Linked DNA regions of Sus scrofa: regions 2, 3 and 4 are each linked to region 1. Evidence: chromatin contacts called from public Hi-C and promoter capture Hi-C data. All regions are on one chromosome and are shown on one strand. Each heading gives the region's core, a stretch centred on a gene start, on an enhancer-like site or on the middle of the called end of the contact. The rest is flanking DNA. Distances are from core to core; before and after follow the strand shown. Region 1 holds the start of CD3EAP (DNA-directed RNA polymerase I subunit RPA34). Region 2 holds the start of NECTIN2 (nectin cell adhesion molecule 2). Region 3 holds the start of TOMM40 (translocase of outer mitochondrial membrane 40). Region 4 holds the start of SIX5 (homeobox protein SIX5).

Region 1 (5,075 bases), core at 1,785-4,284:
GTCCCCTCCACGCTAGGAGAAAAAGAACCAGAAGCCCACTCCGATGTAGCGCACACACGGCTCATTTAATGACCGGTTCCTCTTTTCTCTCCCCTCCCCTCCAGGCCCGGAGACTCTTTGACGTCTTACATGAGCCCTTCTTGAAAGCGTCCCGATGAGCTTAGCTGCCCCCAGTGTGACAATAAAGCATTTTCCTGGTCCAGGCTCCGGCCGGTGTGCAGGTGCAGTCACTGGGAGGGAGGTCTTCTCTGCACTCACCTTCTGATGGCCCAGGTGTCACCTACGGGCGGAGACTACACTGCTTCCTCCCCTGTCCTGTGACTCTGGATTCAGCAGCAGCTTTGGGATGCTGTCTCCAGCACCCGGCTTTCCTGGCCCCGCTTTTTCCTCTTCTTGGTGGATGCTGGATCTGGCCTGGCCTCAGGCTCCCCCTCAACTGGCAGCTCAGCCTCCATCATCTCCCCATGTGGGGTAATCATCTCAGTCCCCGGCTCTGTCATTCTGCGCTCTCTTTCTTTCTTCTTCTTCTTCTTTTTGGCAGATGTTAGATCCGCCTGAGGTTCAACAGCACCTGGCAGCTCGGGCTCCACCACCTCTTCCTTTGGTTCCACCGCCTCTTCCTTTGGTTCCACCACCTCTGTCGCTGGCTCCATCATCGCATCTTGCCGCTTTTCTTTCTTCCTTCTCTTTTTGGTGCATGCCAGAGTGGCCTCAGCCTGAGGCGCAAGAAGTTCAGGCTCCAGCATCTCCCCTGGGACCTCCAGAGGTTTCGTCTCTGGCTCTAGAGCCTCAGTCCCTGGCTCCCTCATCACTTTGTACCCCTTTTCTTTTTTCTTCTTCTTTGAGGATGGCAGTGGGATGGCTTCCTCCTGCGGCTCCATCTTCACCTGCAGCTGAGACTCGACTATCATCCCCTCCACCGGCTCCATCCCTTCGGTCTCCTGCTGCCTCCTCCTCCTCTTTTTGGTGGGGGATAAGACTGCCTCATCCAGAGGCTCAGTTTTCACCACAAGGTCTGGCTCCACCATCTTTTCTTCTGACTCCAGCATCCCCACTTCTACGTCTTTGGGCTTCTTTTTCCTCTTCTTGGTGGTGGATGGAAACAGCATTCCCAGAGGCTCCGACATCTCAGCAGCAGGCTCTGTTGCCAGTGAGTCTCTCCTCTCCAGTTCATGCAGCTGCTGCTTTTTCTTCTTCTTCCCCACATCCATTTCTGGGGACCCCAAAGCTGTGTCCACCTCCAGGGCTCCATGCTCAGGCAGGGCCTCCTGAGGAAATGAGGCCTCTGGAATATGTCTCTTCTTTTTCCTCTTCCCTGACGCCAAGACCGACCCAAGCCCAGTGACTGGAGAGCTGCCTCCAAAGGCACAGAACCGAGGCCTGAGGCCAGGGGGAATCTGTGGTGGGGGACTTGCTGGAATGGGCTGCAGCAGGGTCCCTGTTAAAGACTCCTGGGGACCCTCAAAGATCCTTAGGCTGCCCTGTGGGGAAGGGGCACAGGTGAGTCCCCCTCCCACCTCTGCTGAAGGGGCCAGCAGGGTTGCTTCTCCAGCCTGGGAGCCATTGCTGCTGAGGACCCGGTAGCGGTGCCGCTTGCCTGCCAACTTGCCTTTCACAACCTGGGAGCCAGAGAGAGGCACGAGCCGCCCATTGAGGCTGAAGGGAGAAAGAGGGAGGGCAGAAGCTTGATCAGATTCTTTTGGGGAGACAGGTGCGCAGAAGCAACATTTCTAGGTGCCCCAGGAAAGCCCTTCTAAGTTTCCCCCCAACTTCAGCCACTGGGGCGGGGAGGATTGCCGGGAGGTGGCACAGGACCTCTTACCAGTCCGGGGTGAAGTCCGCAGGAGCCTGGATAAGCCACAGTTCTGTATCAGGGCCCGTCAACGCCTCCAAAGAGAAACGAGTATGCTCTGAGGCTAGGGGCGTCGCAATAAAATTGGGGGGACAAGAAAACCGAGCAGCATCTGCATAAGGGGAAACGGGGGGAGGGGGTGTGTTGACACGCAACTGTCGGTCCCAAATTCCAGGGCGCCTATGGGTCAATCATTTTCAACTTCTTGAGCTCCCCAATCCGCTCACCTCAGAGGTTCCCCTATTTCCACCGACCTAACCCTAGTTCTCGCCACCGGTATTATTCCCCCCACCCCCGCAAAGATACCCTCCCTTTATCTAAATTTCCCCGCGCCCACCATCCCCTGAGGGGTATATTCTCCGCAGGTCCTGTCTCCGAGGATGTCCCTTTTTCCGTCCGAAGACTCAAGGGCGCCCCTTTTTCCTCCCGCCAGCCAACTCTGACCTCTCGGCCCGCCAAGAAGCAACTCACCACTGGACGGGACCGCCGCCATCCCGGAACCCACGCCTCACGTAGACCTAGCATCCAGAGTCACTCAGGCCCCGCCGCCGACCACGTGGAACCGAGGGGGGTGGGACCTTATCTGGGAGCGTCCATGTGGCACAGGAACGCGGGAGGTGTCGCTCGGAGCCCTTCTCGCTCTATAAGCAAAACTGCGGGAAATTTCCACTTGTGCATAGCAGACAAGCGAGAAAACGTCTTTTACCGAAATTCCGCTCCAAAAACAGCTGATTCGCTGTTGGACGGGAGTTAGAGCATTGCCAGGTCCCGGAGGGCGTCCTCCTAGTCTCTCAGCCATGAATTGCTCTAACGTCGTCTTAAAGGGGCAGCCACATTGAGAAGCCCTAACTCTTAAAGAGACAGGAAGATCGATTGGTCTGAAATTCTGAAGAGACAGGTAAGCGTCTAGGTCGGCAGGACTCTGTCCTCAGAGTTACAATTCCTTCGAGGAAAGCCCAGATACCTCGGAAGTTCAGAACTTGAATGGGAGATAGGGGGAAATGGTGTAATGCGGTAATTCCTCCCATGGGCTTTAGGTACCAGACAGGGGCGGAGCTTCTGGGCTCGGAGGGAGCGGGAAACGTAGGGGGAGGAGCCTGTGGGTCCCGGGGCAGAGCCTCCGGACTCCAAAGCTGGACACGCGTGGGGCGGTGCGACTAAGGGGTGGGGTTGTGGACCAAAAGAGACAGGCAGATGCCCTCGAGGGTTTAGTCTCGTGTGTGAGAGACATTCCCAAAGGCTTTGAGGAAGGGAGAGGGAGTACGTGTCCTGACCAGCGCCCCTTCCTGGCCCCGGGGCGCGTGTAAACAGCGGCACGTGGACTCAGATTTGGGGGACGCGTCCACACTCCTTATCACAGGAACCGCAGCGCCTGGGACGATGGGCGGAGCCGTGGGACCATGGCTAGATACGGTGACCCGACAGCATTCCTGACCGGTGTGTCAGAGCTGATTCCCACCCCCTCTGCCGAGATTTCGGATCCTGTTTAGAATTGGGGCGCCCACCTTGTTAGGGTGCCAGCGGCTTCCCAGAGCGAAAGGAGAGTAGGGGAAAGAAGAAGCCGCGCTGCCTTCTCGGGGGATTGCCAGACAGTTCTCTCGCGTGGGCGAGACACCGGGACGCCGCCCCAGTGGGCTCCTGAACTACAGTTCCCAGAGGACGCGAGGCTGTAGGCGCCCGGTGTTGGTCGCGGAAGCTGCTGGGAATTGTAGTCCCAGCCTCCGACTTTGGGCTCTGTTGCTAGGAAATTCAGTAAAGATCCAAACCACTCTTTTTACCGACGGGGAGATTGACGCTCAGGACCCGAGGGGATAGGGATTTTAACGAGGCCCTATTCTCGCCTTGGGGTGTGGTATGTGAGTCTCCACCAGCCTCTATAGCCTTCTGCCTCCTTGGTGGCATCCGAAACTTCATTCAAGCAGGAAACAGCCTGGAGGAGTGAGGCAGAAACTCAAGTGTCCATCTCCTGCAGCCACAGCGAGGTAGGAGTCTGGACTCTATCTACATAACCTGGTGGCCCTCGGCCTTTGGACCTCCCCCTTCCCGCCTGTGAAATGGACTTTGGGTGAATCCAAAAAGGAACGTCCCCGTCTACGTCCTCCCCCTCTGGGACTACAAGTCCCAAGGTGCTCAAGGCGACTCCCTCTCCCCATCCCCTCCGGGACCCGCCTCCCTCCCGTCGGAGTCACGTCGTCTAACCTGTTCCCGGCGCCTGCCCCGCCCCGTCCTCCGCTCCCCACAGCCGGAGCCGGAGCCGGAGGAAGCCCCCCAGTGCCAAGATCTGCCCCGGATCCGTGAGTTACACCCCATTGGGCTTCAGCAGCTCTGGAGGAGCCCGACACTCGCGTCCCTGGGAGGATTGGGAGGAAACTCGGACCCCGGGTCCCAGGGCGGAATTAGGGGTGCGCAGATACCAGGGACTTTAGAAGGATAGAACTCAAATGCCTGATTTACTGGGCAGAAGGCAAAGGGGCTTGGATGCCTGAGTTCTTAGAATGGAGGGTTTGGACGCCTTATTCCAGGGGAGACGTTCCAACTGAGGGCTCTCAGAAGCCTGAGTCCTTAAGTAGAAGTGGGGTATCGGAGCTCTTGGGCAGAAATGGGAGGTTCAGACTGCTGGAGCTCTGGAATGGGCGGCCATCCCTGCCACCTGTCAGTTGCCGTCTCTACCCAGTCTTCAAGGTCCCCGAGCAGAATTAGGGATGGGGTGGGAAGGGTGGAACCCTGGTTCCTGAAATGAAGCAGAGCAAACACATTCTGGAGGCTGTGTTCCTGGTGTTCCCCCCACTTTCTGGCTCTGGGGTGGGAGCCGAGGGGGTGGGGACTGGGGGGGTGGTAGGGAACAGGGCAGGTCTCCAATCTCCTCTGTGCCCCTGCGTGATCCCCAACATGTCATTAACCGGGGCGTCAAACCTGCCTAACCAGAGGAGGGAGCTCCGCCCCAGGGCGCCCCCTGGCGGGAGCGGAGCCCCCCCATTGCCCCACGAAGGTGGGACATATCTGGGGTTTGTAAAGGGCATTCTGGAACCCAGGGCGGAATTCCAGAAGGTGGGGTTGGATTCTGAGAGGCTTGCGTGGCTGGGTACAATATAGCCATTATACAGGAAGGACGGGGGTAAACTGAGGCTTAGAGGTCACACTGGCAGCAGAGTCATGGATCAGGATTTTCCCTCCCCCTCCCTCAGCTGCTCTTTGGGCCCCTGGATTCCATCCACTCCCACCG
Region 2 (5,075 bases), core at 796-3,295, 460 kb after region 1:
GGACAGGGAGACAGAGACGGATGGAAAGGAGACAGTGAGGGCGAGAAAGGAGGAGAGAAAGAGCTTGGAGAGAGATTAGAGAGCCAGAGGAGCTGAGAGGGAGAGGGTGAGAGACAGAGAGAGGAAGAAGGGGGGGAGTGAGGGAAGGAGCAGAGGGAGAGAGAGGAGAGGGAGGGAGAAAGGGAGGGGAGAGAGAGCAGAGAGCAAAAGCACTAGGATGGAGGGTCAGGAAAGGGGAAGACCTCCCCATCAAGTGCCACCCCTAAATCCTCCCAATGGCCTTGCAGGAAAGAACTATGATATCTGCTGTGCTAAGGAGGAAATGGAGGCTCAGGGCCGCTTGCTGAAGCCCTCGGGAGGAGGGGGGCGGGGGGAGTGGTGCTGTTCTCAAAGTCTCTTCTGTGTCTCTGCCATCTGAAGGCTGGGTCCTCCTGGGTCTGGAGGATCCTGGGAAAGGCTCTCAAGTCTGCAGGTGGCTGTGGATCCTGGGAAAGCGGTTTGCCCTTTCTAAGACTCTGTTCCCTCCTCTGCAAAATGGGAACAGGAACTGAACCTGTCTCCTGGGGGTGATCCGGCGCCTTCCACAAGACCACGCACCGAGTCCCCACCGGGTGCAAGGGGGGAGGGGTGGATTCTGAGCATTCTCCTAGAGGTGGCGGGGTCTGACTTTATCTCCCTATCTCCCACACAAGAGGGAGAGGCAGGTGATGGAAGCGGCAGTCCCTGACTCCAGGTGGAATCTGGGAGACAGTTCAGAGACCTGCTGGGAAAAAAGACCAGAGGCAAGACCAGAACTTCCCCAAGTTGCCTCCGCACTTTCTGGTAAACCTTTGGGAAACTCCAGTACACTAAGTTTCTAGCTGGGAATAAACAGCCCAGTCACCTGCAAGGGGCGGGGCCGGAGCCTCCTTCACCTGTTTCCTCCCAGCCCCTCCCTCTCCTAGGTCTGCGCCCCTCCCCTCTGGGAGGTGGAGGGAACAGGAGGGGGCTAGAGCGGAGGGAGAGAGAGGGGGGATTAGGGCGGCGTCTCCTCCCGTCCACCCCCCGCAGCGGCTCCGAGGACAAAGGCACGACTACAGGAAAGATAAGGTCCCGAAACCGGGAGTCTGGAACCGGGAGCCAGGAGAGCCCCCGCCCGGCCCGGCCCGGCCCCGCCCGGCCCGGCCCGGCTCGCCCAAAGTGAAACCCGGAAAACTTCCCTAGGGGCCTCCCCGCCGACGGCTCACAAGGAACGGGAAGGGTCCCGGCCGGCGGGACTCGGCCTCCTTAGTCTACCTGAAACACAGCCCACCGAGCCTCCAGTTTCCAGGCAGGGCCTCAGGCCCTGCATTTTATCTAGTACCCGAGTCGGGATTCCTGCCCACATGTGTATCTGCATCTCACGAGACATTCCAATGCCCCACAATTAAATCTGGAGCCCAGGAGACAGGGCGTTTGCCCTCCCCTTCTCCCAATTCTGTCTGGCACCGAGCAGACAGAGCCCTCGGCTCACCACACGGAACTCCTAAGTTTGAGCCCTTCCTGCCCTCAACTCTACCAGGACCCCGGCGTCCGTAGCCCCTAGCCTTCACACTACCTGGCACCCAAGAGACAGAGCTCTCACCCTCTAATTTTTCTGAGGCCCAGGAGTCAGCCCCAGTCCCTGGTTTTCTGGGGCCCGGGAGTCAGAGCCTCGGGAATCCTGAGGCCCGGGATTGGAGCCCTCAGGCCCTTCCCCAGGTCGCCCGAATTGTCATTCTTGGCCCTCCAAGAGGCCCAAAGTGCTAGTTCCCCGCCCCTCTCGAGGACCTCGGCATCTGGCTCCCTGCCCTCAATTCTCCCCAGGCCTCAGACTCCCAACTCCAGGAGAAGGAAAGATTGGGGGGGGGGGTCTCGATTCATCATCTCGACCCTCTGCTGGGGTGGGGAAGGGGAGGGGTTCGCGCGCGCCAGGGAGGCGTCTGCGGTTTCTCACGGGTTTCCCGGAGCAGTAGTAGCAGCAACGGCAGTAGCGGCAGCGTCGGCGGCGACAATCTTGACGGCGGGAGGGCTGCGGCCCGGGCCATGGGGGGCCCGGGGAGGGGGACCGGGACCGGGCGGGGGCCTGAGGGCCACTCTGCGAGCGCCAATCGGTTGAGAGGACGACCAGGTGCCTGGGTGGCTCTGGCTCCCGGCCGGTTCCTGCCGCGCTCTCTTCTCCCGGCTTGGCTCTCGCTGCCTGGCTCTTCCAGCTCGTTGCCCCCCGGTTCCTAGCTTCTTTCTGGCTTCGGACTCGCTGACGTCACAGGATCCACCCCTTTCCTCCCCCCAAGAGCCGACCCGATCCCAGGCTCCGGCCACGCCCCCTCATGCTGTTCTGACCCGCCCCCTCCTGGGAGGCCCTGTCCGCGCCTCCCCAGGATTCAACGCCCGCCCCGCCCCCAGCATTCCTCTCCCTCCCCTTCCTGCTCCTCCCCAGGATTCCAAGTTCGCCCTTCCCAGGGTTCTTTGATCACAGCCTCCTTGCCCCAGAATTCTATCTTTGCCCTCTCCCAGCGTTCAAGCTCCGCCCCCTAGCGTTATTGCCACGCCCCTTTACTCAAGGTTGCCCTCGTGCCCCGCCCCCTGTCTAAGGGGCGCTGTAGTCACGCACGCGTCGGAGCTTTCGGCTGTCTCCGCCCCCGTGAGGCTCCGCCTTTCGCGGTGCACCCCGCCCACCCGTTCTCCGCCCCTTCTCGGGAGCTCAGTCCTGGCCTCGGCCCCGCCCCAAAGACTAACCCGTCCCCTTCAGTTTTAGTCCCTGCCTTCTCGTCACACCTGCGTGAGGAGCGTGGGTTCTCATAGGCCCGCCCCCCTGGAACCCCGCCCCCACGCAGAGTCCCCACCCCCTTCCCTGCCTCTCGAATTCCCTAGTTCTCACCCCGTGCCTACTGTCGTTCGTATCTGTGCGCATCTCAGCCTGTCCTCGTCGCTTTCTAATCTCTGCTTGGGACTCTAGGAGTCGCTGCATCGTTTCTTTTTAAATTTCTCTTTTAGTGTCTCTTTGTGTCTATTTTTTGCCTTTCTTTTTCCGTCCCTGTTTCTCTATCTCTGGGTTTTTCAGTCTTCACGTTTCGCTGTCACTTTGTGTAGCTGGTCTCTTTCTTTCTGGTGTCTTTCTATTGCTGTTTCTGTGTCACTTGATCCTTGTCTCTTTTCCATCCCTTTGTCTCTGTCTGCGTCTCTGGGTCTCTGTCTTCCTCTATGTGTTCCTATCTGTGTCTCTCTGCCTCTTTCTGTGTCTGTCTCTGTCCTTATGTCTCAATGGGTGTTTCGGTGTCTCTTTCCGTGTCTCTTGTTTCTCTCTGCGTCTCTCTTAACCTCCCTTCCCTCTCCGCATCCCCCAGTCCTCTCGGGTGTCTGGTCCTCACCAGTTCCTTTCCGCGGCCGCCCGCCAGGGGGCAGCACAGACCAGCCCCCCGCATTCCGCTGGCCCTGCCGCCCGGCTAGGGCCTCCAGACACCGTTGGTCCCTCCCCGCGTCCTTGTCCCACTTCTCTTATCTTTCCAGCCTCCTTGCGTCTTTGTTGTCTCTCGCTCTGACTCGGCCCCTTTGTCTCTCCTCAGAGGCTCCCGCTTCTCCCCACCCCCACCTACCTCTTCACATTCTTTGGGCTGCGGAGGTGGCGGGGAGCTGGTGAGGCCACCCAGCGTGTAGGGGTGAGGGGGGGAAGCAGGAGGCCAGAGGGAGGGGATGCCACTGAGCTCCTGAAATCCTTCGGTTCCTGTTCATCTGAATGAAAACTGATCAGCTGGGGGCAGATGCCTGGGAACTTCTTGCTTTACCAAAAGGAACGTCCCCCTCCGAACTTGCCATCCTTTCCACCTGCTGCACACCTGAGCTTTCTTCCCCAGATGGGCAAGATCTTAAGTCGTGGAGACTGTTTCTGATGGGCATTCACATCTTGGTAATAATACTTTTTTTTCTTTTTCCTTTTTGTCTTTTTAAGGCCGCACCCGCAACACATGGAGATTCCCAGGCTAGGGGTCCAATCGGAGCTGTAGTCGCTGGCCTATGCCACAGCCACAGCAATGCCAGGTCCAAGCCGGGCTGCGATCTGCACCAGAGCTCACGGCAACGCCGGACTGAGCGAGGCCAGGGATAAAACCGCGACCTTATGGACGCTAGTCAAGTTTGTTAACCACGGAGCCACGACAGGACCTCCTTTAATAAATGTATTTAGCACTTACTTTGTGCCAGCCGCTGATACAAAGGCTCTAGAAGTATTGTCTCAAATAACCTCCACAGCACCAATGTGAGGAAACCAAGGCAGAGAGAGATGAAGTGACTTGAACCAAAGTCACAGAGTTTGCTACTTGGCAGTTAATTCTGCACAAGAATCCAATGATGGGAACACCATCAGTGACCCCCATGTCATTGAAAAGTAGTACGCAGAGCACAGAGTGGTTTTTTGCCCCATGCTGCCCGGCAAGCAGGTAGCAGATAATGCGTATCTCAGGCTCAGCACTAGTCTGGTATGAGGCCAGCTAGATAAATACAGAAGTCTCCCTTCATCTGCCATTGCAGCTACCCTGAAGTCAACCACAGTCTGAAATATTTAATGGAAAATTCCAGAAGTAAAAATGCTGAAGCTTTTTTTTTTTTCTTTTTTTAGGGCTGCACCATGGCACATAGATATTCCCAGGCTAGGGGTCGAATTGGAGCTACAGCTGCCTACCATGGCCACACCCACAGCAATGTGGGTTCAGAGCCTCCTCTGTGACCTACACCACAGCTCATGGCAACCCCAGATCCCTGACCCACTGAGCAAGGGCAGGATGGAATCCGAATCTTTGTGGATACTAGTTGGGTTCGTTAACTGCTAAGCCACAATGGGAACTCCAAAACTCATAGGTTTTAAGTCATTCTGAGTAGCATGATAAAATCTCCCTTTGTCTAGTGTATCTCACCTTATATGCTTACCTGCCCCTTGTCACTTAGTAGTGGAATCACAGTGCTTATATCCAAGGAACCCTTACTTTACTTTATAATGTCCTTAAAGCCCAAGAGTAGTGATGTTGGCAATTCTGATACTCTCTTACTGTGCCTCATTTACAAATTAAAGTTTGTGGAGTTCC
Region 3 (5,075 bases), core at 781-3,280, 420 kb after region 1:
TGGCCTCCTCTTGGCCTGTCTTTCCCTCGTTCAAATCTTTCAGTGGCTCTCCACTGCCCCCTAGTGCCCCCGAGGTGAAATGCCTAGCTTGGCCTTCGAAGCCCAGCAAGGATCCACACAGCCCAGCCCTGCCCACTCTGGGTCATCACTGGTGACCTTGGCGTCCTCAGCTTCTCTCGGCACAGGGCTAGGCTGAGAAGTGGAGGGCAGGATGAAGAAATGACCCAGGCTCCAGGGCACCTTGGAGAGACAGACAGCACGTCCCAACACCCTTGGCAGCTCTGACCTCCTACTGACAAAGCCTTCTTTACCTGTTTGGCTGCATTATGTGTTACAAGAAAGATACAATGAATGAATGGCAAAAGGAAGCTCACCTCTGTGGGACTCAGCTGCTTTGTCCCCACGTACGTGACCCCAAAGTGGTAGTTGGACTCCCCGATTGTGCTGAGGGCGACTGTATGGTTCACCTGGGAAAAGAGGGAGGGCTGTGGCGATGAGTCCGAGGACCACGCCCCTGCCCAAGGAATGCAGCTGAGCTCATGCCTAGGACAGCTCCCCTCCAGCCCAGGATCCGGGATCCTTGTCAATCTAGCTTTCCTATCAGGCTGGGCTGGGCTGAAGATGAAGACTGGGAGGTGTGCCCTGACTAGATTGGAAGCTTAGAGGAGGGATGTGCCAGGGCTGGGGCACACGCCTGGCACTTTATTCCTGCCTGGATGCTGGTTGGGGGTGAGGTGCATTATTTCTGGACTCTTGGTCCCCAGACTCTACACTGGTCGCCACGGAGTGGTTAGTCTGGCAACAAGGAGCCCACACCTTTAGGCTGCAATAAAAGGGCTGTGTGGGCAGATGCAGGGGGATGGGGGGGATGACCCCTGGAGGAAGAGGGGCCCAGGAAGGCTCACCTGGAAATGATTACTCAAACCTTTGTTGACTGTGAGCTTGACACCTTCCATCTGAATAGGAAACAGCTCTGAGAAAGAGAGAATGCTGGTTGTCACACTCCGAACACACACACACACACACACACACACACACACACACACACACACACACACACCTCTTCTCAGGTGCCTTCCTTCCCTAGAATCCTCACTCTCCATTCCCCAGGTACCCACAAGCAACACATTGCAAAGTACCCCAACCAATACAGAGGCAAAACAGCCTAGTGTTTTGATGTGCTCAGGATCAAGGCCTTTGCCTACATCCAAATCCCAGGGCCACCACTTACTGCCAGTGTGACAGGAGACACGTCAACTCATCTCAGTCTGTCAATTTTATCAACTGGAAGTTGAGGATATTCACCGCATAGAACTATTGCAAGGGTTTCATGAGTTAACACGTACTGAGTGCCAGTGCTCAGGATGTGGCCACCACTCTTCCATCATAACTATTCCACATCGGGATCCAAAAGCCTTGGCTTCTACCCCCACTGCCCCTTGCTGTCACGGTGACCTTGGGCCTCAGTTTCCCTCACGATCACATGAGGCTGGCTTGGCTGATTCCTGGGGTTCCTGAGGTCCCTAAAGCTTTTCTCTGCTGCCTTGGCATTCCATCCCAAGGTTCCACCATTTGATCCCATCGTTCTAAGCCCCGAGTTCAACGTTGCACCATTCGACTCCAACATCAGCTCCTAACGCTGTGTTCAATGATTCCAGTGGTCCGTGCCAATTCCCAAGGTCCTCAGTGTTCTCCCCCTCCCCCCGAGATCCGGGCCATCACACTCCCGCCGGGCCCCTAGCCCCTCACCCTTGCACTTCCGGTGGCACTCCTCGAACGTGCCCGGGTTGGGCAGGCAGCCACAGGCCCCATCATCCCCGGTCCCTCCAGCGTTAGCGGCCGCAGTCCCAGGGGTCCGTTCGGAACCTCGACCTGTACCAGCCCCAGCGCCCAGGCCGCCCCCGAGCGGCGGCAGCGTGAAGCCGGGAGGAGAGGGCGGAGGCGAAGGCAGTCCCACGAGGGGAGGCGCAGGTGGCGGCGGCGGCCCTGCAGGCGGCGAACTAGCGGCCAAGACGTTCCCCATGGTCGCCTGCAAAGGGAAGGGTCAGAGGGCAGAGGTCAAGGCCCACGGGCTCCAAGCCCTGTCCCCAGCCAACACCCCCTTGCTCGTAACCCCGGTTCTCACCCGCGGCAGCGCCTCCTCCCGGTCTGGGCTCCGCTCCCACCCCGTGCGCCACGCGCAACCGAACCCGCTGCCGCCGCCGCCGCCACCGTCGCCCCGCCCCCCCCAGTCCATTGGTTTAACGGGCCCTTGCGTCCGCCCACCGGCTTCAGGGTCTGGCCTTACTATTGGTGTCGTGGATGAGAGTTCCACCCACTTCCTTGGAACGTCCTTTTCTGTTGGTTCCCACTCGCAGACAGGTCAAAGCACACCTCCCCGTCCTTCCCACTGGCTTGGAGAGCCCACGCCGATTGGTTCGCGATGCCGCGGGTTCCGGTGCTCGCCCGCCATTGGCCTGTGCTGCTTGCTTTGCAACGCCCTTTTGACGTATCGCCTCCGCCCCTTTCCAGAAGTCACCCCCCCCACACTTTCGACTCCGCCCCGCGGCGAAGTTGCCATGTTTATTGGTCGGCCTTGGTCCTTGACGCATCCTGATTGGCTCCGGCAGGTACAAGGTCCTACCCTATTGACGTAATCTATCTGGTGTGTTCATTGGCTAAAGTGCCGGGGTCAAAGGACATGGATAAAGGTGGGTTGCGCGGCAGAGGCTGCTAGGCAGCAAGGTCAGGCCTCGCGTCCCACCAGGCTTCGCGGCAAAGGGGCGGCCCCCTAGTCCTGAGTCGCGGACCGAAAGCCGGAAGTGCTGGCCGTTCCCACAGTGCCACGGGAGAATTCTAACCCGTTACATGAACCCTGTCCTGTTTCTTGTTACCCACAATGCCCCTTACCTATTTAACAGGACAGTTGCCGTAGACCCACCCCTTTCGTTACCCATGATGTCTTCTGGGTCTCCTCCCACCCCTGGCCAAGTCGCTGCGGCTTCTATCTTTGGCCCATTCATTCAGGTCCCATTACCCAGCATGCCTTCCGTCCCATTCATTTCAGTTTGGTTGCCTGTACTACCTTTAGCCCCTTTATGCCCGTTCATTCCCTTCATTCTTCTAGCTCTTCCTTAATTGAGCATCTAGTTTTGGGTCCATTACACATCAGCTCCATTATTCATCCCTCTGTCCCTGGCTTATTCATTCGGATCTATTACCCATCGTGCCCTGAGCTCCTATTAAAACAATACTGGAGTTCCCGTCGTGGCGCAGTGGTTAACGAATCCGACTAGGAACCATGAGGTTGTAGGTTCGATCCCTGGTCTTTCTCAGTGGGTTAAGGATCCCGCGTTGTGGTGAGCTGTGGTGTAGGCTTGGATCCCGCGTTGCTGTGGCCGTGGTCTAGGTCGGCGGCTACAGCTCTGATTCGACCCCTAGCCTGGGAACCTCCATATGCCGCAGGAGCGGCTCAAGAAAAGGCAAAAAGACGAAAATAAATAAATAAATAAATAAATAAATAAATGAAATAAAACATTAATACTTTTGCTTTTGGCCTGTTTTTATTGCCGTTTATTCATTACGCCCAAGCCCCTCGTACTTAATTACTGCTATTTCTCCTTTGTTCCCTTTATTTCTGTCTATTATTCATTAGATTACTGTTGAGGATTCCTTTTCCTTAACCACCATGCCTGGACTCCTTCCCCTCTCCTTCCATTACCCATCACTACGTTTTTGGCTTATGCATTCTTGCTCTTTAGGCCCTCCATTATCTTTGTCATATCTTTTGTCCTTTTTCTTTTTGTCTGTAACCTGTCTTGACTTCTGGTCTACTGATTCCCTCAAGTCCTCAGCCCCCTATTCATTTCCCATCCTGTTCCATCTCCATCCCCTTCACAGCCCACAAAAAAAACACTAGGTGAGACCTGGTCAAAGTACAAACTTGTATCTTGTAGGAAATGCTCTATTACAAAACAATATCACATCCCCAAACCCAGGTGATCCACTTTCCCATCCAGGGAGATGCTTGGTCCAATCCCACTGGACAGGAGTAAAGGGACTCAGTAGTTTTCAAAGTAACAGCAAATTCTCCCAAGGCTGGGGTCAGCAAGGCACACTCAGCATGAGGCTCACCCCATGTAGCCCTGAGTTGGGGCTTAGTTCCCTGTAGATAGGAAATGGGGTAGTGGGGGCTCAGGGAAGGGTCTGTACCCTGAGACTCCTGCCTGCAGGAGGGAGGAGATGGGGAAGTTCTGCTTTGAGCTGGGGACTCCCCTCCCTTCCACTTTTGGGGGGCAGGGTGGGGACTGGGTGAGAGGAGCTCTGCCACCTGGAGGGCTCAGGTCTGAGCAGCAGGATGCCCCCAACACCCACCCCAGCAGACCTACTGGGAGTCACCGTCTGAGGACAAATCAGCGATCTGGGGTCTTCTTTGGGATTTTTTTGGGGGGTGGATCTGGAGATGGTGAGACATGAGAGGTATGATCTAAGGTCACAGTCTTAGGGGTCCTTGGGTGAGAGGTTGTGCAGAAACATACCTTCCCCAGCCCCTCAAGAGTCAAGGTGTTTCCATTGTCATGGCCCATTTCTCTGGGTCAGAGATCATGGATTAGAAGTCTTAGCAGAGCCACCGGAGTAGAATTCAGATGAGATGCATGTGTGTTAACTGACAGTGGCCTGGCCAGAGGTCAAGGAGTCCTACATCCCTGGCAGAAAGCTGAGGGATCAAAAAAGAGAGGCGAGAGGCCAGGGCCATGGCAGTTTACACATACATGGCCCGAGACATGACAAACCCTTTGCCCTGGTAGGAGTCAGAGGGGCTGGAGTAGGACAGGGCATCATAGATGGGGTTGATCTTGTCCAGATAGTCTTCCTCCTCCTCCTCGTCCTCCAGATCCAGGGAAACCCTCTCCGCAGCAGGTGGCCCTGGGGGCACCAGGATGGGGGACCCCACGCTTGTGGCCCCAAGCAGCAGGGGCCCTGACCGCTCTTCCAAGGTGGGCAACTCATGGTATCGAGGCATTTCCTGGGGGCGCAGAGGGAATGAGCCCAAGGTCACCTCTTGAGCATGACACAGAATCTCAATCTGCTCCTTG
Region 4 (5,075 bases), core at 682-3,181, 320 kb before region 1:
GTCTGGGGGGCGGGAAGGCTCGGGCAGCCAATCAAAGCAGGTCTTTACCAAGCAGCCAATGATGAGTTCGGACAAGACTTAGGCTTGCGAGCCGACCAACCACAGCTGCCCGCACTGGGAGGAAGGGCAGGGGGCAGGGAGGGTTTCGGCCCCTCTTACGAGCATGGGCGGGGCAAGTCCCAGGAGCCAATCAGAGTCCCGTATCGCGGTGCTGATCCCGCCCTCTCCCCGCAGGTCCCTAGGCCTGGCCTACGGGAGGCGCGTTCCTTGCTCCTGTTCGCCGCTGCTCTGGCTGGTGCCGCCGCCCTGGGCTGCACTGGGTTGGTGGCCTGCGCCGGCCATCTCGCCGCAGTCTGACCCCGCCCGGGAGCCACCTTCGCCGCCTGAACCGTAGAACCCGAGCCCGTCCTCCGCTCGGGCTCTGCTGGAGAGTTGGGTGACCCGGGTACCGCCCAGAAGCCACTCCCACCGCCTCCGGTTCACAGCACTCCGAGCGTGGGTCTCCGCCCCAGCTCTAGCCCTGTGATCCGGGCCCGCCCCCTGGCGGCCGGGGAGGGAGGAGTGGGGGCCGCGGCTCAAGCGAGACTTGTAGCCTGGAAAGCTGCTGCTGCTGAGGGGATCGCGGACCTCTCTCTTCCTCCGGCCTGGCTGAGGCCCCCCGACGGGGGTGGGCAAACTGCGACCTAGAGAAGGCAGCAGGGCCAGGGTTCAAGCAACTATTTTTCACCTTCCAGGCACCCCCACCCACATCGGCTCGCAAACCACAAATCCTCTGTGTGCATGAGGCCCTGCCCTCCCAGGAAAGCTCTCTACGCGGCGAACGTCTAGCGCGAGCTCCGCCTGCTCTCTGGAGAACCTTTTGCTTTTGACAGCCCCGCTTTTTCGGGGACTTTCGTGCCTTCCTCCTCACGTGCGTTGCTCTCGGAGCCACAGCCGGCTCCGCCCGCCTCAGCAGTGTGGGTATTTATTGACCTGTCCTCCAACCCGCTGACAGGCTCCAGGATCCCGGCACCCTAATCCACGTTTTGGATGCACTGAGACCCCGACATTCCTCGGTATTTATTGTCTTTCCCCACCTAGGACCCCACCCCCGATCCTCGCAAATAAAAGGCCCTTTCGTCTGCCCAGAATGCTCGAACTTCGTGCCGGCTCTGTTTGCAAGGAGGGCAGGAGGCTACTCAGTGGGCCAATCCGGCCAGGCGAGTGGAGGCGGCCAATGGCCTGGCAGGAAGCTAGCGGGAGACGAAGCGGACGAATCAGGGGTGGGGGTAGGGATGAGGGTGTGGCTTCGACCTCCGGCCAATAGAAGAAGACGAGCGGGCCACTCGACGGCACCGCCCCTTGTCCAGCTGTGGCCCAGCTGTGCCACTAGACCGCCGCGAAGAAGGGGGCTGGGCGGGCGGCGCGTGCGGCCATCCTCCTGCCACTGCGCCTGCGCGGGCCACGCGCATCCGTTCCAGGGACCTAAGCTCAAGAAAAGTTGCTGCAAACTTTCTAGCCCGTTTTCCCCGCCCCTTCTCCCAGCCAGACCCGCCCCCCTGCGGAGCCGGGAATTCCGAGGGGCGGAGCGTTGGCCGAGATGGGGAGTAAGGGGGGCCTTCTGAGGACCCTGGAGACGGAGGCATGCAGAAGCTCAGTCTCAGGGCGGAGGTGGCTTCGCGCCCTTAGCCCTCCCGGACGGCCCGTTACCTTCTCCGTTGTCCCGATGGGGAAACTGAGGCCCTGAGCCAGAGGCACACGCGGGGGGAGGCAAATAGCGCGGCGGGAGGCGGAGGGAAAACAAAGGGAGAATCACGGACAGTCGGGAAGGGGGACGGGCACACACACAGTCACAGGGACAGAGACCCTAGTAGGAGCTGGACCTGGCATCGGTGGCGGGGGGGAGACGCGAGGTCGGCGGGAGAAGATCGGGAAGCGCGAAGGGGGGTGCGGGGAGAGGGGACGGACGGGGGAGGGGGCTGGGGAAAGCCCGAGGGAGGAGGAGAAGGAGGGAGGAACTTCCCAAAGTTGCAAAACATGGCTACCTTGCCTTCGGAGCCGAGCGCGGGGCCGGCGGCTGGGGGGGAGGCGGTGGCGGCGGCGGCGGCGGCCGAAGAGGAGGAGGAGGAAGCGCGCCAGCTCCTGCAGACTTTGCAGGCGGCCGAGGGTGAGGCGGCGGCGGCGGCCGGGGCCGGGGCGGGCGAAGCGACGGTGAAAGCGGAGGACCCTGGATCCCCGGGCGTCCCCGGGTCTCCCCGCGAGGCCGCTGCCGAGCCGCCCACAGGCCTCCGCTTCTCGCCGGAGCAGGTGGCGTGCGTGTGCGAGGCGCTGCTACAGGCGGGCCACGCCGGCCGCTTGAGCCGCTTCCTGGGCGCACTGCCCCCGGCGGAGCGCCTACGTGGCAGCGATCCGGTGCTGCGCGCTCGGGCCCTTGTGGCCTTCCAGCGGGGCGAGTACGCTGAGCTCTACCGGCTGCTCGAGAGCCGCCCCTTCCCCGCCGCCCACCACGCCTTCCTGCAGGACCTCTACCTGCGCGCGCGCTACCACGAGGCCGAGCGGGCCCGCGGCCGCGCGCTGGGCGCGGTGGACAAGTACCGTCTGCGCAAGAAATTCCCGCTGCCCAAGACCATCTGGGACGGCGAGGAGACCGTCTACTGCTTCAAGGAGCGCTCCCGCGCCGCGCTCAAGGCCTGCTACCGCGGCAACCGCTACCCCACGCCGGACGAGAAGCGCCGCCTGGCCACGCTCACCGGCCTCTCGCTCACGCAGGTCAGCAACTGGTTCAAGAACCGACGCCAGCGCGACCGGACCGGGGGCGGCGGCGGCGCGCCGGGCAAGAGGTGAGGGGACCCGGTCCGCGCCAGTCCTCCTTTCCTGGGGACGTGGCATCCACCAGTCCCCTTCCCCTTTGCCCGCTGTCTGAACTCCTCAGACACTCCCCGCACACACCCTCAGGCGCCCGCCCAGCGCGGGGAATCTGTGCAGATGCAACGGGCACGCGCCCCGGCCCTCGCTCCGACACCGGTGCTCCTGCTGCGGAGGCTGGGAGACCACCTCCCTCTGCTCCGCTCTAGGCTCCGTCCCAGATCCCATCTGTGTCCGCGGCTAGACTCGGGGGAGGCAGCGAGAAAACCCGCGGCTGCTGGAAAGGAGGAGGGGCCTTTGCCGACCCTACCGGGCACAGGGGCCTGTTCGGGTCCCTAAGCTGCCAGGCGCTCCCTAACCATTGCTCGGCCTCACCTCCCGCCCCCCACCCGCCTCAGGGCCCAAACGGCGTGGTCGGTCGTCTGTCTTTGTTGTGAAACGTGAACCTTCCCCAGCTCCGGTTTCCCTGTAACCCTAGCTCTTCCCCTCCCACCCTGCGCGCCGGCCGCTCACTCCTCCAGCGCCCCGGGGGGAGGGCACCAGGAGCTGGGCCGGCCACTACCTCCTTGCTCTCGCCGAAGCCACTTGGCTGCTTTCAGGCCACCCCGGGGAATTTCAGGCAGCCTGGGTGCTCAGTCTCCGGGGCCCTGCCAGGGGGAGGAGGGCCAGCCTGAGCCCTAGGCAGTGGTTTCAATGCCAGGCTGGCAGAGGCTCCGTCCCAGGGGTCCCTGGGTGGCCTCAGAGAGGAGGTTTCATGACCCCCTGAAGTGGTCCACAAAACTGGGGCTGGGGAAAGGTGCGGGGGCCGTGGTGGGCGTGTGCTCCCGCAGAGCAGTTTGCCGGCAGGCCAGCGGGGAACAGTGCGCTGGGCCACACAGCTCACAATCCTTTCTCCCACCAGCGAGTCAGATGGGAACCCCGCTACTGAGGACGAGTCCAGCCGGAGTCCCGAGGACCTGGAGAGGGGGGTGGCTCCAGGGGCTGCTGAGCCTCCCGCCCAGGGCTCCGTATTCCTGGCTGGGGCTGCCCCTCCCACACCATGTCCCGCCTCCTCCTCCATCCTGGTGAACGGGAGCTTCCTGGCCGCCGGCAGCTCTCCAGCAGTGCTCCTTAATGGGAGCCCCGTCATCATCAACAGCCTGGCCCTGGGCGAGGCCTCCAGCCTGGGCCCCCTGCTGCTCACCGGGGGCGGGGGCGCCCCTGCACCGCAGCCCAGCCCCCAGGGGGCCAGCGAGGGCAAGACCTCCCTGGTCCTGGACCCTCAGACTGGGGAGGTTCAACTGGAGGAGGCTCAGCCTGAAGCCCCTGAGACCAAGGGAGCCCAGGTGGCTGCTTCAGGGCCGCCTGGAGAGGAGGTCCCAGGACCTCTGCCCCAAGTGGTGCCTGGGCCCCCACCGGCCGCCACCTTTCCTCTGCCCCCAGGACCAGTGACTTCTGTGGCCGCTCCACAAGTGGTGCCACTTTCCCCGCCTCCTGGCTACCCCGCGGGCCTGGGCCCCACCTCCCCCCTGTTGAACCTGCCCCAGGTGGTGCCCACCTCGCAGGTGGTGACCCTGCCCCAGGCTGTGGGGCCGTTGCAGCTGTTGGCAGCTGGGCCAGGCAGCCCTGTGAAGGTGGCTGCTGCCGCGGGCCCTGCCAATGTGCACCTGATAAACTCCGGGGTGGGCGTGACTGCGCTGCAGCTGCCTTCAGCCACTGCCCCAGGTACCCCCTTGCGGTGGCTGGGTGGGGGGGTGCAGGGGTGCAGGAGTTACTGTGGAGGGATGGTGCTGTCGGGTGGGGGGGAGAGTGGGGAGCTCGTCCCTGGTGGGTCCCCGACCCTCTTGTGCCAGGTAGTACCGTGAGGCTCAAGTCACAGACTCGGCCTCACCCCGAAGGGGCTCCTTTGGCCTCTGGCTTGTCTCCCTGCCTGCCGTCCAGCCGCTTAGCCTTCACCTCTGCGCCTGGCCCATCTCCTCTCCCCACAGGAAACTTCCTGCTGGCCAACCCGGTGTCCGGCAGCCCCATCGTGACAGGTGTGGCCGTGCAGCAGGGCAAGATCATCCTCACCGCCACCTTCCCCACCAGCATGCTGGTCTCCCAGGTCCTGCCGCCCGCCCCCAGCCTGGCCCTGCCCCTGAAACCAGACGCGGCCATCTCAGTGCCCGAAGGAGCCCTCCCGGTGGCCCCCAGCCCCGCTCTCCCGGACGCCCACGCCTTGGGCACCCTTTCTGCGCAGCAGCCATCACAGC

The links. Promoter capture Hi-C pulls out the DNA fragments that hold promoters and counts their contacts. Hi-C and Micro-C count contacts between places; a contact is called where the count stands out from the background.
Region 2: a Hi-C map of heart right ventricle shows a contact between it and region 1, with 4 times the contacts expected there. The contact joins the promoter of NECTIN2 here to the promoter of CD3EAP in region 1. A contact is called at or near these places in 1 of 5 promoter capture datasets (fetal liver) and 1 of 47 Hi-C or Micro-C datasets (heart right ventricle).
Region 3: a promoter capture Hi-C map of fetal liver shows a contact between it and region 1, with 2.4 times the contacts expected there. The contact joins the promoter of TOMM40 here to the promoter of CD3EAP in region 1. A contact is called at or near these places in 1 of 5 promoter capture datasets (fetal liver) and 1 of 2 datasets of contacts at active chromatin or transcription factors (alveolar macrophages).
Region 4: a contact with region 1 is called in a Hi-C map of liver, with 4 times the contacts expected there. The contact joins the promoter of SIX5 here to the promoter of CD3EAP in region 1. A contact is called at or near these places in 2 of 47 Hi-C or Micro-C datasets (heart right ventricle and liver).

What each region holds. Positions count from the first base shown.
Region 1 is chr6:51,778,668-51,783,742 of Sscrofa11.1, reverse strand. It overlaps CD3EAP (DNA-directed RNA polymerase I subunit RPA34), which reads right to left and starts at 3,034. Exons shown (of 3, transcript XM_013991968.2): 1 at 2,324-3,034; 2 at 1,823-1,964; 3 at 47-1,656. The coding sequence starts at 2,345. The coding sequence ends at 330. It overlaps PPP1R13L (relA-associated inhibitor), which reads left to right and starts at 3,841. Exons shown (of 15, transcript XM_021094555.1): 1 at 3,841-4,146. ERCC1 (ERCC excision repair 1, endonuclease non-catalytic subunit) reads left to right here. Exons shown (of 9, transcript NM_001159309.1): 9 at 105-204. The coding sequence ends at 158.
Region 2 is chr6:51,314,627-51,319,701 of Sscrofa11.1, reverse strand. It overlaps NECTIN2 (nectin cell adhesion molecule 2), which reads right to left and starts at 2,045. Exons shown (of 6, transcript NM_001097494.1): 1 at 1,955-2,045. The coding sequence starts at 2,045.
Region 3 is chr6:51,357,111-51,362,185 of Sscrofa11.1, reverse strand. TOMM40 (translocase of outer mitochondrial membrane 40) reads right to left here and starts at 2,030. Exons shown (of 9, transcript NM_001315748.1): 1 at 1,750-2,030; 2 at 906-973; 3 at 375-467. The coding sequence starts at 2,023. It also overlaps a transcript of NECTIN2 not described here.
Region 4 is chr6:52,096,314-52,101,388 of Sscrofa11.1, reverse strand. SIX5 (homeobox protein SIX5) reads left to right here and starts at 1,931. Exons shown (of 3, transcript XM_021094581.1): 1 at 1,931-2,819; 2 at 3,746-4,548; 3 at 4,812-5,075. The coding sequence starts at 2,017. DMPK (myotonin-protein kinase) reads left to right here. Exons shown (of 14, transcript XR_002344695.1): 14 at 235-1,130. It overlaps LOC110261013 (a long non-coding RNA gene), which reads right to left and starts at 2,819. Exons shown (of 2, transcript XR_002344697.1): 1 at 2,025-2,819; 2 at 1,042-1,722.